Regions from separate parts of the Mus musculus genome. Here regions 2, 3, 4 and 5 are each linked to region 1. The links are chromatin contacts, called in public HiChIP or PLAC-seq and promoter capture Hi-C maps. All regions are on one chromosome and are shown on one strand. The core of a region is the stretch at or near the end of the contact, and the rest is flanking DNA. Distances in the headings are between cores, read along the strand shown. Region 1 holds the start of Akr1e1 (aldo-keto reductase family 1, member E1). Region 2 holds the start of Tasor2 (transcription activation suppressor family member 2). Region 3 holds the start of Asb13 (ankyrin repeat and SOCS box-containing 13). Region 4 holds the start of Net1 (neuroepithelial cell transforming gene 1). Region 5 has its middle 25 kb from the start of Asb13.

The links. Promoter capture Hi-C pulls out the DNA fragments that hold promoters and counts their contacts. HiChIP or PLAC-seq counts read pairs in DNA pulled down with a chosen protein or histone mark.
Region 2: a contact with region 1 is called in a FOXA1 HiChIP or PLAC-seq map of pancreatic cancer cells. The contact joins the promoter of Tasor2 here to the promoter of Akr1e1 in region 1. A contact is called at or near these places in 6 of 39 promoter capture datasets (the 3T3-L1 cell line, 3T3-L1-derived adipocytes, hematopoietic stem and progenitor cells and 2 more) and 2 of 115 datasets of contacts at active chromatin or transcription factors (astrocytes and pancreatic cancer cells).
Region 3: a contact with region 1 is called in a promoter capture Hi-C map of pre-B cells. The contact joins the promoter of Asb13 here to the promoter of Akr1e1 in region 1. A contact is called at or near these places in 8 of 39 promoter capture datasets (the 3T3-L1 cell line, 3T3-L1-derived adipocytes, cranial neural crest and 4 more) and 2 of 115 datasets of contacts at active chromatin or transcription factors (bone marrow-derived macrophages and embryonic stem cells).
Region 4: a promoter capture Hi-C map of the HPC-7 cell line shows a contact between it and region 1. The contact joins the promoter of Net1 here to the promoter of Akr1e1 in region 1. A contact is called at or near these places in 8 of 39 promoter capture datasets (the 3T3-L1 cell line, the HPC-7 cell line, cranial neural crest and 4 more), 7 of 484 Hi-C or Micro-C datasets (the G1E-ER4 cell line, Sertoli cells, Th1 cells and 4 more), 2 of 115 datasets of contacts at active chromatin or transcription factors (astrocytes and pancreatic cancer cells) and 1 of 9 other capture datasets (adipose tissue).
Region 5: a contact with region 1 is called in a promoter capture Hi-C map of liver, with 2.8 times the contacts expected there. The contact joins the enhancer-like site here to the promoter of Akr1e1 in region 1. A contact is called at or near these places in 7 of 39 promoter capture datasets (the 3T3-L1 cell line, 3T3-L1-derived adipocytes, embryonic stem cells and 3 more), 8 of 484 Hi-C or Micro-C datasets (the 63-12 cell line, B cells, the G1E-ER4 cell line and 4 more) and 1 of 115 datasets of contacts at active chromatin or transcription factors (astrocytes).

What each region holds. Positions count from the first base shown.
Region 1 is chr13:4,607,377-4,610,609 of GRCm38.p6, reverse strand. It overlaps Akr1e1 (aldo-keto reductase family 1, member E1), which reads left to right and starts at 1,446. Exons shown (of 10, transcript NM_018859.2): 1 at 1,446-1,525; 2 at 3,052-3,219. The coding sequence starts at 1,487.
Region 2 is chr13:3,609,778-3,613,219 of GRCm38.p6, reverse strand. It overlaps Tasor2 (transcription activation suppressor family member 2), which reads left to right and starts at 2,112. Exons shown (of 20, transcript NM_134063.3): 1 at 2,112-2,430. It also overlaps the pseudogene Gm20277.
Region 3 is chr13:3,632,402-3,635,787 of GRCm38.p6, reverse strand. Asb13 (ankyrin repeat and SOCS box-containing 13) reads right to left here and starts at 1,756. Exons shown (of 6, transcript NM_178283.4): 1 at 1,613-1,756. The coding sequence starts at 1,655.
Region 4 is chr13:3,916,270-3,919,575 of GRCm38.p6, reverse strand. It overlaps Net1 (neuroepithelial cell transforming gene 1), which reads left to right and starts at 1,356. Exons shown (of 12, transcript NM_019671.3): 1 at 1,356-1,638. The coding sequence starts at 1,511.
Region 5 is chr13:3,657,621-3,660,978 of GRCm38.p6, reverse strand. No RefSeq gene overlaps it. Among named protein-coding and RNA genes, the nearest start is that of Asb13, 25 kb to the right of the region's middle. Within about 2 kb of position 1,273, at least 20 of the 459 cell types and tissues checked have an H3K27ac peak or open chromatin away from gene starts, as enhancers often do. A contact at or near this core is called in liver, where this site is marked.

The DNA.
Region 1 (3,233 bases), core at 197-2,696:
TCTTGTAAAGCATGCTTGTATGTTTTTCAAGTATTTACATCTGTAACATTGGTTTCTGCTAAATTACTACCTAAGAAATCTGAAATGACCATTAAAAAAGAAGGCATCCCTAGATCAAACTACCCTTTTATGAAATGATAGAAATCATTTAAAGATAGGACAATATTTCTATAGATTTATGAACTGAAAGTGTAAGTGTCGCTATGAGTAATAAAAGCTTATCAGAGAGAGAGAGTACTAATAATATTGAACATCTGAAAACACATCCTCTTGCAAATGGATACTTCCATGTTAATCTGCATAAAGATCGAAAGCTACAAATAGTTGTCTGACCGTTAATGGCTTAACTTTGCCATTTTTACAAAATATAAATAAAAAAAGAGAACTGGAGAAGATGTAGAGTTTTCCACATCCACAGTGCATCTGCCATGAGCACTTGAAAAACTCAAACAAATGAACAGATGTGTAATATGGCAACAGAGAAATTAAAATAACAAAACAAAACTTTGGGTTGAAATTGTAAAATTGTTGAATTCTGCTAAGTTTTTAATAAGTTATTAACAAACATAGTGAAGGATACAAAATTCTAAGCACTGTAACACGCAAATCTTCAATTTTTCTAATCATCTTAGTAATGCTAATATTTTCGAAATAGCTATTTACCTTTGCGTTTATGGGCTGGTTTTCTGGTTCCTTCTAGATGTTTCAGCTTGTGATTTTAGGATTATTGCCAACTGAATAAGACCTAAAAATCACCTGGGAGACAGTCTTGTAGGCATTCCTTTGAGGGATTATCTTGTGGGAAGACCCTTGGGTTTTTGTTTTTGTTTTGTTTTGTTTTGTTTGCAATTATAATTACATTTCTCTCTTCCTTTTCCTCCCTCAAAATCTGCCTATATACTATTTGCTCTCTTTAAATGACCTCCCTTATTATTAGTTCTTATTACAGTGAATAATCTTCCAGAGATGTTTAATTTTTAATCTTGATTTTTTTAATTCCATAAGACACACCTTAAAAATGATATTCAGATTATATTTCCTCTATTACTAAAATGGCAATCACCTCAAAGTAGCACTCATCATCATTGCAAGGTTCAAGACAGCTGATATAGTCAAACCTGTTTTTTCCAGGATACTAGAAACGATCATCAATCTAAAACATCTGATGTCCAGGAAATATCCTGAACCACAGCCTGTTTGCAAGAAGGACAGAGCACTGGATCTGGGCTTTAGGCAGGTTGCTCGGAGACGGAATTCTTAGGATCATAGAGGATTTAGGACAGAGATAAAGCACAACCAAACCCAATTGCTTAGGTCCCCTGAAAGATGGACTATGCTCTCAGCCAATCAGAGCACCAAGCGACCTCTCCATCAGCCAATTAAACTGCCAGAACTCCAGCCTATCACGGCATTTCCTGAGGTCCCTGGAACGCTCTCTGGCCGCTAAAGTGCAGGAAGAGGCTGAGCCTTTGAGCAAAGGGGAACCATGGAAAACATCCCTACAGTGGGCTTGGGCACCTGGAAGGTGAGGACACACTCCGGTGTGGGTGGGGCTAAGGGTCCCGGAGCCTGATGAGTACATGCTCAAAAACAGCCAGGGGCACGGGATTTCTTTTGCCTAGGGTGATTCCTTCCAGACCCGGGCTCTGATTAAGGTTTTCCCCCAGACGGATTAGAGGAGAAGTTGGACTCTCTCTCCTGTGATCCTAAAACACCCTGCTCCCTGCGAGGATTCAAAGCTGTTAGACTAACTTTAAATAAAGCAGTGTGCTGTTAACCTAGCCTTGTGTGAGCTAATCACGGACCCCCAGCCTCCGAAAAATCATTTATGCCTAGTGGCACTCATCTTGGCACAGCAAAACCGAGTGTGTGTCAAATGGCCACAAGGAAGCGTGCTACTTTGCATGCTAAAACAAACCAAATAAAAATAATTAAATAATTGCACCGATGTAAGTGTAATGTCTACTTCTGGAGTCCACTAGCGACATTAGAGATATTTGCGAGTAGTTACACTGCTTGCTCAGTTGATTTTGAATGTAGGGCATAATGAACGTGAAGTTGAATAGTTGAATAGGCCTGTCTGACTCTGGGACAAGTTGTGGGGGAGGGGGAGGCATGATCAAAATTTGTTTCTTTTTATGGTTTGGGGGTTTTGTTTTGTTTTGTTTTTGATAAAAAAGTAAATTTAAAAATTCTGTTTATAGGAAGGTTTTCAAATAAATGTTTCTCCAGAATTTTTTGTAAAAAGGATGGGATTATTATTATTATTATTATTATTTTGGCAATTTGGTGATTTGAGTGTTCTTTGGTACCACATAGTGAATGCTGAGATGTGAGATGAAAGAAATGTCAATAAAATAATAAATAAATAAAACTGTGTGTGTGGGGGGGGGGGAATCACCCTCCCAACACAATTGAAGCATTTAATTCTATCTCCTGAAGACACAGGAATATGACTTTCAAAATATGTGAAGGCAATGGAAAACCATAGCAAATGTGACACTGACTGATGATCTTAAATAATGTCGCTATGCTAGATATGTATATCCCCTTGATCCAATAACCAAGTCATTTAGGACAAAGCAAGGAAGAGATCAAATTCAAAGCTACCTTGAGCTACACTTTTCATATTTGATGGAAATGTCTGTGTCTCACTAAGCTTTTCCTGTGTGTACCCTACAGATATTGAGTGAGTCCATGTGTGTGATACTTGTTTTATGTTTACAGTTGATTCATGCATCCCTGGGTGCTAAATATCAGACCGCTTCCTGCCCCAGCTGTTCTTAGCCCTTCTGTAATCGGGAAGCACAACACAGCAAGAGCTGAAAAGCACCCTGTTTCCAGAATGAGTAAAGATAGCAGAACAGAATATTAATCATATTCTGACTATGACGTTCCATTCTCTACCTTTTGGTCTGGCTGATGTTCATACTGCTTTACTGATTTGAGTATTTATGTATTGCTTGGCTATACTTTCCCACATGACGGGGGAGAAAGGGGATTGGGTTCCCCTGACAGAAGAAACTTTCCTTGTGTTTGGTTATATTCCAGGCCTCCCCAGGAGAAGTGACTGATGCAGTTAAGTTGGCTATCAACCTGGGCTACCGGCACTTCGATTGTGCTTACTTATACCACAATGAGAGCGAGGTGGGAATGGGAATCAGTGAGAAGATCAAGGAGGGCGTGGTGAAGAGAGAGGATCTCTTTGTAGTCAGTAAGGTAAGGCTTCTCCA
Region 2 (3,442 bases), core at 863-3,362, 1.0 Mb after region 1:
AATACAAAAGTCCAAACATTATGGCAGAATCTCTATATGTATTTAGAGAGCCCCTAAAATTGACTCTGTTCCTGACTCTCTGAGCCAATGCTGAATTTATAGCTTTATCAAACTGAAGTAGAACTTGAAGGGCAAGCTGGGGGGTGATATGTTGAGACTGTATGAGCTCATCAAGGCTCTCTTGAAGACTGTTCCTCAAAGTTGTATTTCTGTACAACTGATATGCCATGGCTTTAAAGGAAGCAATTATTTTTTCTTCAGGCTTTCATTGGTGCCCTGAGGGAAAGTGCTTCTGCCACGCGGTAGCAGAGACAGGTAGGGAGCCCACTGCGACCACCTCCTCGGCCGAGGAAACCACAGTCCTGTGCCAGTTCTTACTGAAATCTTGAACACATTTTCACAGATGGGGTGCTTTCCACTTGTTTTCCATTCTGCTCATAAAGCTCCACCTCCAAGGTTCACTTTCATCTTTGGATTTTGACTTTTTAAACATCCCATTTTTTTGTTAAATCTTTGGTGTTTTCCTTCTGTTTTGTGTTTTTCCTTTTGTCTTCCACCTCCAACTTCATTTACTAGCATTTCATTCATTTTCGCACCATGTTATTACCTGAAATAACTGTGGTAGCTTATAATTTAATTCACCTTTACAATGAACTCAGATATGAGTAGCGTCTGTCTTTACCTTGCTGGTGACCATAATTTTTAGTTAATTATTATTTTTTTTAATTTATTTTCTTATTAGGTATTTTCCTTGTTTACATTTTCAATGATATCCCAAAAGTCCCCCATACCCACCCCTATTATTATTTTTTAAAAGATTTATTTATTATATGTAAGTACACTGTAGCTATCTTCAGACACCCCAAAAGAGGGCATCAGATCTCATTACAGATGGTTGTCATCATGTGGTTGCTGGGATTTGAACTTATGACCTTCGGAAGAGCAGTCGTGCTCTTAACCACTGAGCCATCTCTCTAGCCCTTATTATTATTATTATTATTATATGTTTTAAGTACACTGTAGCTGTCTTCAGATGCACCAGAAGAGGACATCAGATCTCATTACAGATGGTTGTGAGCCACCATGTGGTTGCTGGGTTTGAACTCAGGACCTTCAGAAGAACAGTCGGTGCTTTTAACTGCTGAGCCATCTCTCCAATCCCAGTTTTTAATATGGAACTAGCCACAAGTATACTCGCCCACTGAATGACTAAATCTCATCGTAACAAAATTTCAACCGTGGCACAAGGTCCTTGGTACTGCTTAATTTCTCTCAGCGGTTCTTATCTATAGAAAGGATAGACTTGAATTGTTACTTATAGTCACCTCAACACTCATATAAATAATAAATTTCAAGTTCGTCTGGAGAACTCCCACAATGAACTTAAGTTTTGTATGGATTTAACATTCCGCAAAATCAAACAGCAGTGAGATGTGGCACTTGGGTTAGATCAACCAGCATCACCAGAGTCACTGAAGATGACCTTCAGTTTATAGCTAGTTAACTGTCTTTACTCCTGCCAGCTAGGACTATACTCAGGTTTTCGGACGAAGTGTAGCCCTGAGCATTTACACCTTCCTTACACCAAGGGGCTTTTAAAGGCAAAACTACATCCTGGATCGCACTCAGGAGCTGCAGGAGGAGGTGTAGACCAGCAAGCAGTTTGACAGAAAGTAAGTTAGCTGTGACATCTTCGCTTCCAGTCAAGAACATCTGGGTAATTTTTCATCAAGAAAATCATTTTTAGTTAAACCTAAAATGGCCTCAGCAAGGAGACAAGATGGAAGCGTCTCTGTACTATCTTGCCCTGTCCCATTACAGCACCTGGTACAGAAAAAGCCAGAAAAGCGGCCATGAGTAACCCACAATACACTAGAAGAGGTTCCGACTGAGGAGCCTCATTTCCTGTGCACGCCTTCTAGATCCCGCCGCCTACATCTCGCGAGAAGCCAAGGAAGGCTGGGTCGTCCAATCCGGAGCTAGCTTTGCCCTCCCCCCCCTGCGCCTGCGCCTACTGGAAAAGCAGGAGCAACGTGGATGCTGGCGGCGGTCGCGCCTGCGCGTCGCTGTGCTCCTTGTGATTGGCCTTGGCGAGGCGAGCACGGCGCTTTAGTTTTCACTTTCTGTCTTCGGAGCCTGCTCTCTTTCTCCGTGCGCACGAGGTTTCACTTCCGGTCGCTGGTTCCCCGGGGGCTGGAGAGCGGACGCCTTCCCCGCGCCTGGCTTGTTTCGGAAGCGGCTTCTCGCTTGTGAGGCTGAGTGAGGGGACCGGGGCTAGCGCGCGCCCGGGACACCCGGGCTCGTGAGGCGAGGTCGGGAGACGCGGCGGAGCGAGGGGTCAGGAGGAGAAAGGGACGGGCTGGAAAAGCATGAGGAGGACACCGAGTGGTGAGCTCGTCTCTTCAGGGAAGGCGGCCGCGCCGGCGACAGGTAACGCTCCTTCCCTCAGGTGTTGGGGCGTCCGGGGCGAGGACCCCCGTGGGGAAGCAAGAGCGTGGCTGGCTCGCGGGGCGCGTACTGGTGGGCGGGCAGGGCGGCGCGGGGGGCCACTGGGCAGACGCCTCGGTCGCCCGGGATGCGGGACCCTCCCAACCCCCGCTCCTCCGCTCAGCTCCGCCTTGCAGAAGCTAAGGTTAGACGGGGTTTCCACCGAGCCCGTGGCGGTCGTCCGGATGGGTGTCTGCGTTCCGAGGCGGAAAGCCCGGCGCGGTTTGTTTTGTGACACCGGTCACAGAGCAGCTCCATCCCCCCAAGGGATGGATGGGATCCTTCTGCACTGAAGTTTTCCCTTGCCTGGGGTTGGCCTAGCTCATCCCCCTGAGGGGTTTTGGGGAAACCCTCAGGTCGGAGTTCGGGGTTCTGTAGAATCTATGGCAACGCACGGCATGGTTTAACTTCTTTATTACGTATAAGTGGGCCTGCCCATATGGAAGACAGCAGCCGACGGCTGCAGCAGCGGTGAAGGGATCTGCCAGTACGCTGGCCCCGAGGTTGGTTAGAGGGGAGCACCAACCGGCACTTGGTAGGAAACCGTGGCTTAACTTTCAAAACTGGAGCTATTTCGGAAGATCTCGAGTCTCCCTTAATCTCCGTTTACCAGTTTGACGCGCCTCTTGTTAAGCTCCTCCCCCCTGTATTCTTTCTGAAGGGAAACTTAGAACTGGGAAGCGAATGAAAGTCTTTCCTAAATCTCTATAATAAACAACCTGAGGACTCAACAGTGTTTCCCCTTAGAAGAGCAAAAGGAAGGCGGGGTGAATATGTCATAGTATAGAATCTGAGATTGTTGGAAATCCTACCGAAGAGGTTTAGGACAAAGCACATATACCTGATAGTGTAAGCGAATACCTCCCGTATTGGGAAATTGTTTGGTAAAGGGTAGCTCCAGTGTTACCAGTGTATATCAATACCTAGCGAGCCCAAGTTAGAAAAAAAAAAAACA
Region 3 (3,386 bases), core at 507-3,006, 980 kb after region 1:
TTTGGGGACACATATTAAATTTTTTAAATTACAGTGTCAAAAATAGCCAAGAACCCTAACACCCGCTAATCAAGAATATGATTTTCATTGGGCAGTGATGGCGCATGCCTTTAATCCCAGCACTCGGGAGGCAGAGGCAGGCGAATTTATGAGTTCGAGGCCAGCCTGGTCTACAGAGTGAGTTCCAGGACAGCCAGGGCTACACAGAGAAACCCCGTCTAGGAAAAAAAAAAAAAAGATTTCTCCACAAGCTATGCAGAAAATATACTTGGGAGTGGTGTTTTTAAAAAATATTTAGAGAAAATATTGTGACATATAGCCTAGGTTGGCCTAGAACTCACAGCCCCACTGTCTCTACTTTCTGAGGGTTAGGATTACAGGTAAGAGCCCTCATGCCAGGCTCTGATGCCAGACTAACCCCTATCTGAACAAAAAAATGTATGCTTAGTAGGCTTCTGTGGTTAGCCATCCACTGCCTAGTCACACGAATCAAATAGTGACCACGCTATCAGGGTCAAAGTCTTGTGCCAGCCAAGGGTGCCAAGAAAAACAGGTGCTTATTAAAGAGGCTTTGATTGTTCTGAAGGAGTTTGTTTTGAAGAAATCAATTAAAAGATCTATCTACCTTGTTATGATTGTAATTACAATCATAATAAATTGCAGCTAAATTAACTCGATTTTCTTTACATTACTTTTTTTTTTTGGTTTTTGAGACAGAGTTTCTCTGGGTAGCCCTGGCTGTCCTGGAACACACTTTGTAGACCAGGCTGTCCTCGAACTCAGAAATCCTCCTGCCTCTGCCTCCCATGTGCTGGGATTAAAGGCGTGCGCCATCATGCCCGGCTTACATTACTTTTTTTTTAACTCACATAAAGGAACATTTTGGCTTTCTTTCTTCTATTTATTTTCAAGCTATTGAAGCACAATGTCATTGTCCTTTCTATTTACCATATTATTATTTTGTAAACAAGAAAAAAAATGTACTTCTCCAAAGAATGCTCCTTTGCCTTCAAATTCATTTTATGGATTAAAACAGCCCAAAGGTACAGAGGACACTTCTTCAGCACCAGGTATGTCCCAGTGTTGGGCCATGACCTCATTCTGGAGCAGACTCCCTGGTTGCAGCTGCTGCAACCTACAGGGTATGTGTAGGATGCTTTAAGCCCCGCAAGCAATTCACTGCACCAAACGTGGTGCAGTGACCGCAGTAGGCTCCGGATGAGGCTGCCAACCAGTGTACACTTTCCAGACTCTGCGGGTGAATTGGGCAACGACCCCGCATGCTCCCCAAAGTGTGCGGTGCTCTGGTAGACTGGCGGTTCTGAATCCCATACCTGGTGCATCACAGAGAAGACCAGCTGCACAGTGCACCGGCTAGAAACAGGGCGACAGACATTAAACGTCGGTCTGAGATGACCAGGATCGTCCGGGCCCTACTCGAATCACTACACCCCACCCCAACGCCTCTGACCACCAACTTGGAACGGCGCGCGATGCCCATCTCTGGGACAAAGGCCACCCATGAGCTTGCTCTGTCCCCAAGTGCTGATCTCCTGGTCCTGACTCCAGCCCCGGTGTGGTGTCCTTGGCGGTTGCGGCGCGAAACACGTACCCACATCTCCCAGGAAGCAGCCGTCCCCGGCGCGCGGCTCCATGCTGCTCGCCCGCTGGGCTCCCCTGTCTACCGGCCTTGTGACTCAGAGCTCTGGGACCTGAGCCGGGACCTAAACCGAGACCTACCCCGGAGCGCAGGCCGCTGGGCGGGGCCTGATTGCTACCATGGCCACCGCTGGGAGTTGTAGTTTCTGTATCCGCCGCGTGCCACCTGAGCGTCCCCACTCCGCTGTCACTGCTGAAGGGTGACATGCAAATCAGAAGAGTGCAAAATATGTGTCCGTGTTGACACCAGTGAATATACGTCCATTAACAACTCCTGTGTTTGGCAGAAAAGCTTAAATCCCGGTGTCCTAGCTAAAAGATACGTTCGTATGCAAAATGTTTAGCTCCTCAAACGCGTGCCCATGTGCAAAAAGTGTTTAGCTGCCAAAACTGGCCTTCTGTGGTTTACACTGATCCCGCTGAGCAAAGTATTCAGTCTCTTCATGCCTGAAACTTTGAAGAAAACGTTTTCACTGAAGATGGTGATCAAAATGCCTAACTTCTTTCTTTCTTTCCTCTCTCTCTCTCTCTCTCTCTCTCTCTCTCTCTCTCTCCCTCCCTTCCTCTCTCCCTCCCTCTCTTTCTTTCTTTCAAAATAAATCTTAACTTTCAAATAGCTGGTATTCATTGAAGAAAACCACGTTTCTTGGTGAATGGTTTTAATCAGGTGTTTCACTAACCAGTTTAGCAGAAGGAGTTGGAGCTCTATGAGCAACCTAGCAGAAAGGAGAAACCAGTCTTCCCAGGGGGTTCCAGGTCAACCAAAAACGTGAGATACTTGGGAGACACTCTCATCTTGACCAGTACAGAGGCTCACGGAGGAAATACAACGTGACTTGAACATGATAACATCAGAATCACTGGAAATAGCACTAGAAGTCATCCTTTGAGGTAAGGATGCTTGGATGGCCGGAAACTTCATCTGCACCTTGGACCACAGGTTTAGGAGACCTTGAATGGTATCTGTTGGGAACCCGAACTTCTGGAATAAACCTTGGAATAAAATTCCAAATCTTTTAGTAAAAGGATCTGTATCTATTTGGCCATTTGTTTATCAAATTTTGGCTCTTGTGGTTTTGTTTTTGTTTGTTTTGTTTTGCAGGGGCATTTGTTTTGGTTTTGCTTTGTTTGATGTATATGTGAGTGTATGTGACTACATGTGTGTTTGCAGGTCAGAGGATACAGTCCGTGTTAGTCCTTGAGGACCTTCTGATTTGTTTGAGACGGGGTCTCCTATTCACCGCTGCACCTGGCAGGCCTGTGGGCTCTCAGAGAGCCGTCCACTTCCTCCTCCCATCACGGTGCAAGACTGCTGGAATTATGAATGACAGCTTACATTGCCCAGTTTTTCTTGAGCTCTGAGAATCCAAGCTCTGGTCCTGTCAGATGGCTCAGCAAGCCCACGACCGAGCCATCTCTCAGGTCTTGCACATGCTTCTTTGCAAGTTTTCTACGTTTTTAGGCAGATAAAAATAGGCTTCATTTTCACACATTTGCAGTGAGATTCTGTGATTCGGTATTCCTTCTTGTCTGTGTGGTAGGTCTGCATGTTTGTATTTTCTTCAGCATTTCTTTCCTGACACGGATTCTGCAAATGTGAATATAGGCTATATCGAACACATATGAATATATACATGTATATTGTACATGTGTTATATAAATGTTTGTTATAGGTTTCCTAAGCAATCATTTTTTTTCCATTTTCTTTTCTTTTTTTTTTTTTTTTT
Region 4 (3,306 bases), core at 107-2,606, 690 kb after region 1:
TTGGAGTAAGTGTGTCACTGTGGGTGTGAGCTTGAATACCCTTGTTCTATCTGCCTGGAAGCCAGTATTCTGCTAGCAGCCTTCAGATGAAGATATAGAACTCTCAGCTCTTCCTGTACCATGCCTGCCTGGATGCTGCCATGTTCCTGCCTTGATGATAATGGACTGAATCTGTATTCCAGCCCCAATTAAATATTGTCCTTATAAGGGCTGTCTCTTTCATGGTGTCTGTTCACAGCAGTAAAACCCTAAAACAGAATTTTTCTAAATTGACATAAAACTAGCCATCATTGTTCTATATTTCATATTTTATGCTTTCAGTTAAAATCACAATGTTTTGTTTTACTATATACCTCTTATTTTTAATTTTCTTTTATTTTCAAGATTATAATATAATCACACCATTTTCTCCCTTCTCTTTTCTCCTTCCCAACTCTCTCCTATACCCCTTCTTGCTATCTTTCACATTCATGGACTCTTTTTATTAATTATTGTTACATAGTCAATATGTAACAATATGTTATACATATATGTTCCTAAATACACAAATACAGCCAGCTCAGTCTGTATGATGTTATTTGTATGTTTTCAGGGCTAGCTGTTAGTATTGGCTAACCAATGGTATTCCCTGAAGAAGACCATTTCTTTATCGGCTGAATGCAGTCTTCACAGTTAATCAGTTATATTTAGACATCTCCCAGTCATTCATTTAGATTGCCTTTAATTTTTCTATTATACACAACATCATTAATATCTCCCTGTATACAAGAGAGACTACATTTAAGACCATTAGCGATATTTAAAATCAGAGAACGTTTTTATTTACCAATCTTCACATAATAACCTGAGCAGGGTCCCTTGTTTCATGCTGCACGTTTTGCAGTCTTGCAAGCAGAGAAAGCAGCCCTTTCCATTCGGTAAAGCGACTGTGTCCTACTTACTGAAAGACAGGAGTACATAACTAGATTTCACTGGTTCTCTAGAGACATCCTGGAGAACAAAGTATTGTCTTTGGCAATTGGGAATATATTCCACATGTATAACTTAGTGTTTATACGTCCAACTGCCTCTTGCTTTGGGGTCAATACCTTCATCCTGTCTAACGCTAAACAACAACAAATGATAAACAGCTTCCGATCCATTTTCCTGCCCTGCAAGTGAAAGTTCTAGTGAATAGAGACTGCCTTTCAGGAGTAAGGTGTGTAGTTAAAATAAATCCCCAAATTCCTAACTTTCACCTTACCACTTTCCCTTTGTCACTGGAGCTCCTAAAAGTTTGGTATGAAGTCTTCTGATTAGGGCGGGACTCCACGTAGCCTAGCAACCGCTTCCCACTCTCTGATTGGCCGATCTCTGGGCAGCCGCCATTTTCAAATCCCCGGATGACGGCGGTAGCCGCTCTCTGCTAGAAGGCGACTTGCTGCCTCGCAGAAGCTGGCGGGCATTGTGCCCGCCACGATCGGTCTCCTGGGCACTGGGCCACCGCCCCACCAACCCCCCTTCTCCGGACATGGAGCCAGAGCCGGCGGCTCAGAAGCAGCCCCGACCTCGGAGGAGAAGCCGCAGGGTCTCAATGCTCAGCGAGGAACCTGCCGCGGGGCTTCCGGCCGACACACCCGGGCCGGCGGCGAACGAGAGGTGAGGGTGGCGGGAGGTGGGTGAGAGCCGGGGACCGAGTCTGGAGACTCAGGACGGGATGGACTGGACGGTGGGTGACCAAGGACTGGCAGTGCAGTAGGGGAGGTTGGGGAAGGCCGGGCAGAAATGCCGCGGGAGGAGAGTGCGCTGCCCGGCGGGCTGCACCGAGGGCTGCACAGCGACTGCTCGGCCCTGCGTAGAAGGGGTGGACTCGTTGGACTTGTTGACAATCTCCTTTAACCCCGTCCCTGGGGAACCGTACATCTGCACCAGAGCTGTTCTCTACCAGAAACTAGTTGTGGATGCAGGCGCTCAGATCAAGACTGTCGTGGACCCTGTGATGAGAAGAGGAATTGTCACCTGAACAGATACCAACCCTTTCAGCCTAAAAGCGGCTGTTCAAATGAAATGTCCTTTGCAGACCAGAACAGGACAGGCTCCTGGAATGAAGAGATCAGAGAAAGACTCTTTCTGGCTTTTCAGTTATTAGCACATTTTCACATTCTGTGTTGTATCTTCATTTCTATGTGTCTGGGAAAGGCAAACACTAGGTTGATTTCAGAAATCTGTGTCTGGAAGAGAGGCTGTGGGAGTCATAATATTTTTATTAAATAGGAAATTGAAATGGCATTTGTCTGGACTACTCTGTCATTCTTTTGCCCTTCGAAATATGAGAAATGGTCTCAAAGTACTGAATGCAATGGTTTCCCATTATAACGTTAGACATTGAGTTACAAAGTATGTAACTTTGTTCAAATCTACGTCTACATAGTGAGTTTATGATAGTGTCTGCCTCATATAAGGCACTGTGTGAACATCAGTACTTATCATGGGCCTCGGCAGAAAACTCGGCAGAAATCTTGTCTGTCAGTTTTAAATCTGTTAAAGTAACAGTGCTGTGTCTGCTCCATCTTTTCAGACATCCCCATGGTCCACTTGACATGATTTCAGGGTTTTTTTGGTTTTGTTTCTGAGACAAGTTCTCACTGTGTAACTTGGTTACCCCAGAACTCACTACCTGTGTAGAGACGCTGGCCACAAACTCATATTGTACTTCTGTACCAGAGCTGTTCTCCATGGAAACTGGTGGACTGTAGGTGGTCTTACATCCATAGGACTATTGGTGAGAAGAGGAATTGTCACCAAGCAGGCTCCAAACCGTTCTGCCTAAAAACTGGTCTTTCTTCCTTAGCCTCCCCCTGTTCTCGGATTGCAGTGTGAACCTCGACGCCCAGGTCATTTGATAGGATGTTAAATTAATCTTTTATATAGCTTATAATCTAATCATGACAAATGGTTTTGAGGAAAAAGCAAACACCTTACTTTCATTATCAAGGCATGGGCAAACCCATTGTATTAAGTAACTCTATAAAGAGCTAGATTCTTTCAGTTAGTACTGATTTTTATGAGTTTGAAGTTTAAGGCAATATTTACCAGAATTCTTGCCTTCTGAAACTTCCTCTCTTCCAATCAGACCGTGTGTTTAAGAAGTCAGAGTGCAGAAAGAAGGCATCTTTGAGACTGAGAATTACAAGAATTAGGATGGGCTAGTGAAGGAGCAGAAAAGGAGGACTTCCTGAAGATGAACAGAAGCAGTGCTTCATTCCACGTGTGCTCAGTGTAATACAGTTGCACCTGCCCTAGCATCAGACACTGTTGAGGATGATG
Region 5 (3,358 bases), core at 24-2,523, 950 kb after region 1:
CACAAACAACAGAGTAGCTACAGAGAGAGAGATGATGTGGACTACAGAGCTAAAAATATTAACTATCTGAGCCTTGACAGCAGCAGAAGGAAGAGGAGACGGAGACGGAGACGGAGACGGAGACGGAGACGGAGACGAAGACGAAGACGAAGACGAAGACGAAGACGAAGACGAAGAAGAAGAAGAAGAAGAAGAAGAAGAAGAAGAAGAAGAAACACCAGCTTCTGCAATAAACTATAGGCAGCACGGCCTACCACCTCCAGATTTTTTCTGGAAAAAAAAAAAAAAAAAAAAAAAACTTCTGGTTTAAGACCAGAGATTCCTTGTGATCAGCATCTGTTACTCTTAGATTAGTGTAACATTGACTCTTTAGAGTTTACAAGATATGAGAGCAGAGGAAAATGAGAAAAACAGAGGTCAAATTCTCTTCATTAAGACAAGGATCATAGCCAATGAACTGGACATAGAGCTACAAAGCTGCAGAAGGCTCTATTCACAGAGCAGACCTTCTTTCTTTTCTTTCTCCCCTCACTCCCTTCCTTTTTCTCCTCCCATTCTTACTGCTATCCTCCTGCTGCTGCTCCTTCCTCCTCCTCCATCTCTTCCTCCTCTCCTTCCTCCTCCTCCTCCTCCTTTTCCTCCTCTTTCTTCTTTGTCAGGGTGTTATACAGTCCAAACTGACATAGAGCTCAAAAAGATCACTTGAAACTTCTGATCCTCTTAACTTCACCTCCTGAATGCTGGGACTGGGGAGTGTGTTATCTATCACACCTGTTTTAAGCAGTGCTGGGCAATCTGAGTGTAGGATTCTGTACATGTCAGGCTAGAATTTTAATTTCTTAAACTTATAGCTTTCATCTGAGTAGCTGAAGGGCCTTGTTAAAATGCAGGCTCCCAGGCTCACCATTTGCATTTCAAGTAAGTCTCAGATGAATCCCAGGGGTTAACGTTCTACTAGGTTTCCAGAGGTGCTAGTGGGGTGTGTATACAGAGGGGCTATCCTTCTCCTCTACACAATCCTCTCTCCTTTGAACTTCCGGTCTCAGTTTAACTGGTGGTCTGTACTGTCTGGCGTTTTAGAGAGCCTGCTGCTCAGATCTTACCACGTTAAATTACTAGGCCACAGCTACTTACTTTTCAACTATGAACTCTGCTGTCCGCTTCCTGGAGAAATATCCCCTAACTAGGAACTGTGCTTTACAGATCTTAAATCTGGGTTTCACTTTGCCATCTGCTGCACCTTGTTAGACTTCCCGATTCAGGCAAGCATTTGAGATTGCGTAACTGAGCACTGTAACTGTTTGTACTTTGTGCCCATGGATAACAGATGGTTCTCAGACCAGGTGAGAACCATTATTTTCTTCCTCGTGTTCCGAACACTGTAATAAATGATTGATGAATGGAAGGGATCCACAAGTGTTCTCCATATCTCTATCATGTGGACGAATAAGGATAAGCAATCTTGAACTATCTTTCTTTTGTATATCATATCTCCCAGTGGATCAAGTTTTCCCTTTGAGCGCCCTCACGAGGAGGGAGCTACTTCTATTTTCCACAGGAAACAATAACTCATAGCAATGTCCTACCCACCAGATGGACACCTTTGGACAGCCTCACATGTCACTGCTAATCCCACAATGTAATGGCTCTATGTGTCAGGAAGCCACTGCTTCCATACAAGCAACGGAGCAGTGACAGTTTCTTTCCTCATAAGAACACCAGAGTAAGCCCTCGGCTGCATGTTATTTTCTTGGGAAATTCCTCTACAGAAACTGGGACCTCTGGTCGTTCGGGGAAATCAGACTGTCTGCCAGCTAGCAGCACGCTCCCAGGTGACTACTCTGAGAAAAGTAACTACTGTAAGGACTACTTTTTCCACGAACTCAGGAGAGTATAGGAAGAGCCTGAAGCCAGGGACGCACTGTCCTCTCCCTCTCCCTCACTGGAATCGCAAGCACACACCACCCACCATGTAGCTTTTGTTTCTGAATGGATTCTGGGGATGAAACTCAGGTCCTTGGGTTTGCAGGAATTTTACCAACCAAGCTATCTCCTGGACACAAGGAATTTCTGTATTTTGAAAAAAATTCAAAATAGCTTGAAGAAATTCAAGCTACAGCCTTCAGCATTTTGATGAAGCTTTCTCCTTGCCTCTTTACTTTACCTCTCCTTGCATCCTCCTGCTTTCCCCAAGTTCAGCATAAAGTAAAAGCCTGTATTTTACATTGTACTTTTTACAGTCGGTAAGTTTAATCATGTTTGTTCACTCTTTGATCATTCAAATACATAATCTCTTTCAGAAATGATGTCTTCCCCACAGCCCTGGGCAGAACAGTACCTTTGGTGGCTTGGCAGCTCTCCTTTATTACCTGGACGAGATGTAGCCAAACCTAAGCTCTGTCATAGTCAGTTAATTATATTAATCAATTGTTAATTGAATACAAAACCATGCATTGTTAATTGACTGGATGAGGAGTCCAAAATCACTTAAAATATCTGCCTGTGTAAAGAACTGTGTTCTGGTTCATGAATGGCACTGCTCATTGTGTTCCTGTGTGACAGAGAGGACACAGCAGCTCTCTAGTAACTCTTTTAAAAGGGCATTGTCTGAGGTTTACTGCTGTGACCAGACACCATAACCAAGCCAACTCTTATAAGGACAGTGTTTAATTGGGGCTGGCTTACAGGTTCAGAGGTTCAGTCCATTATCATCAAGGAGGGACCGTGGCAGAGTCCAGGCAGGCATGGTGCAGGAGGAGCTGAGAGTTCTAATCTTTATCTGAAGGCTGCTAGGGGAAGACTCACTTCCAGGCAGCTAGGATGAGGGTATTAAAACCCAAGCCCACAGTGGCACACCTACTCCAAGGCCACACCTACTCCAACAAGGCCACACCTCCTAATAGTGACACTCCCTGGGCCAAGCATATACAAACCATCACAGGCACTATTATAGCTTGGATGTAACACCCTCTCCAAACAGGCTCATATGTTTGAACACATGGTCCCCAGATGATGGCACTGTTTTAGAAAATTGCAAAACTTTAGAAGATAGGGCCTTACTGGCCTTGAGAGTTATAAACCAGTCCAGCTAAAATGGCCTGAGCACTCTTTCTCTCGCTCTTTCTCTCTTTCTCCCTCCTTCTCTCTCTGTCTCTCCCTCCTTCTCTCTGTCTCTCTGTCTCTCTGTCTCTCTCTCTCTCTGCTTTCTGGTGGTCCCAGATGTGAAGCAAGCTTCAGAGCTCCAGCCTCTCTCCATGACTGTTATCCCCATAAACCATAAGCCAAAGTAAACCCTTCTCCCTTAAGTTGCTTCTGTCAGGTGTTTTTGTCACAGTAAGGAAAAAAGTCACTAATAAAG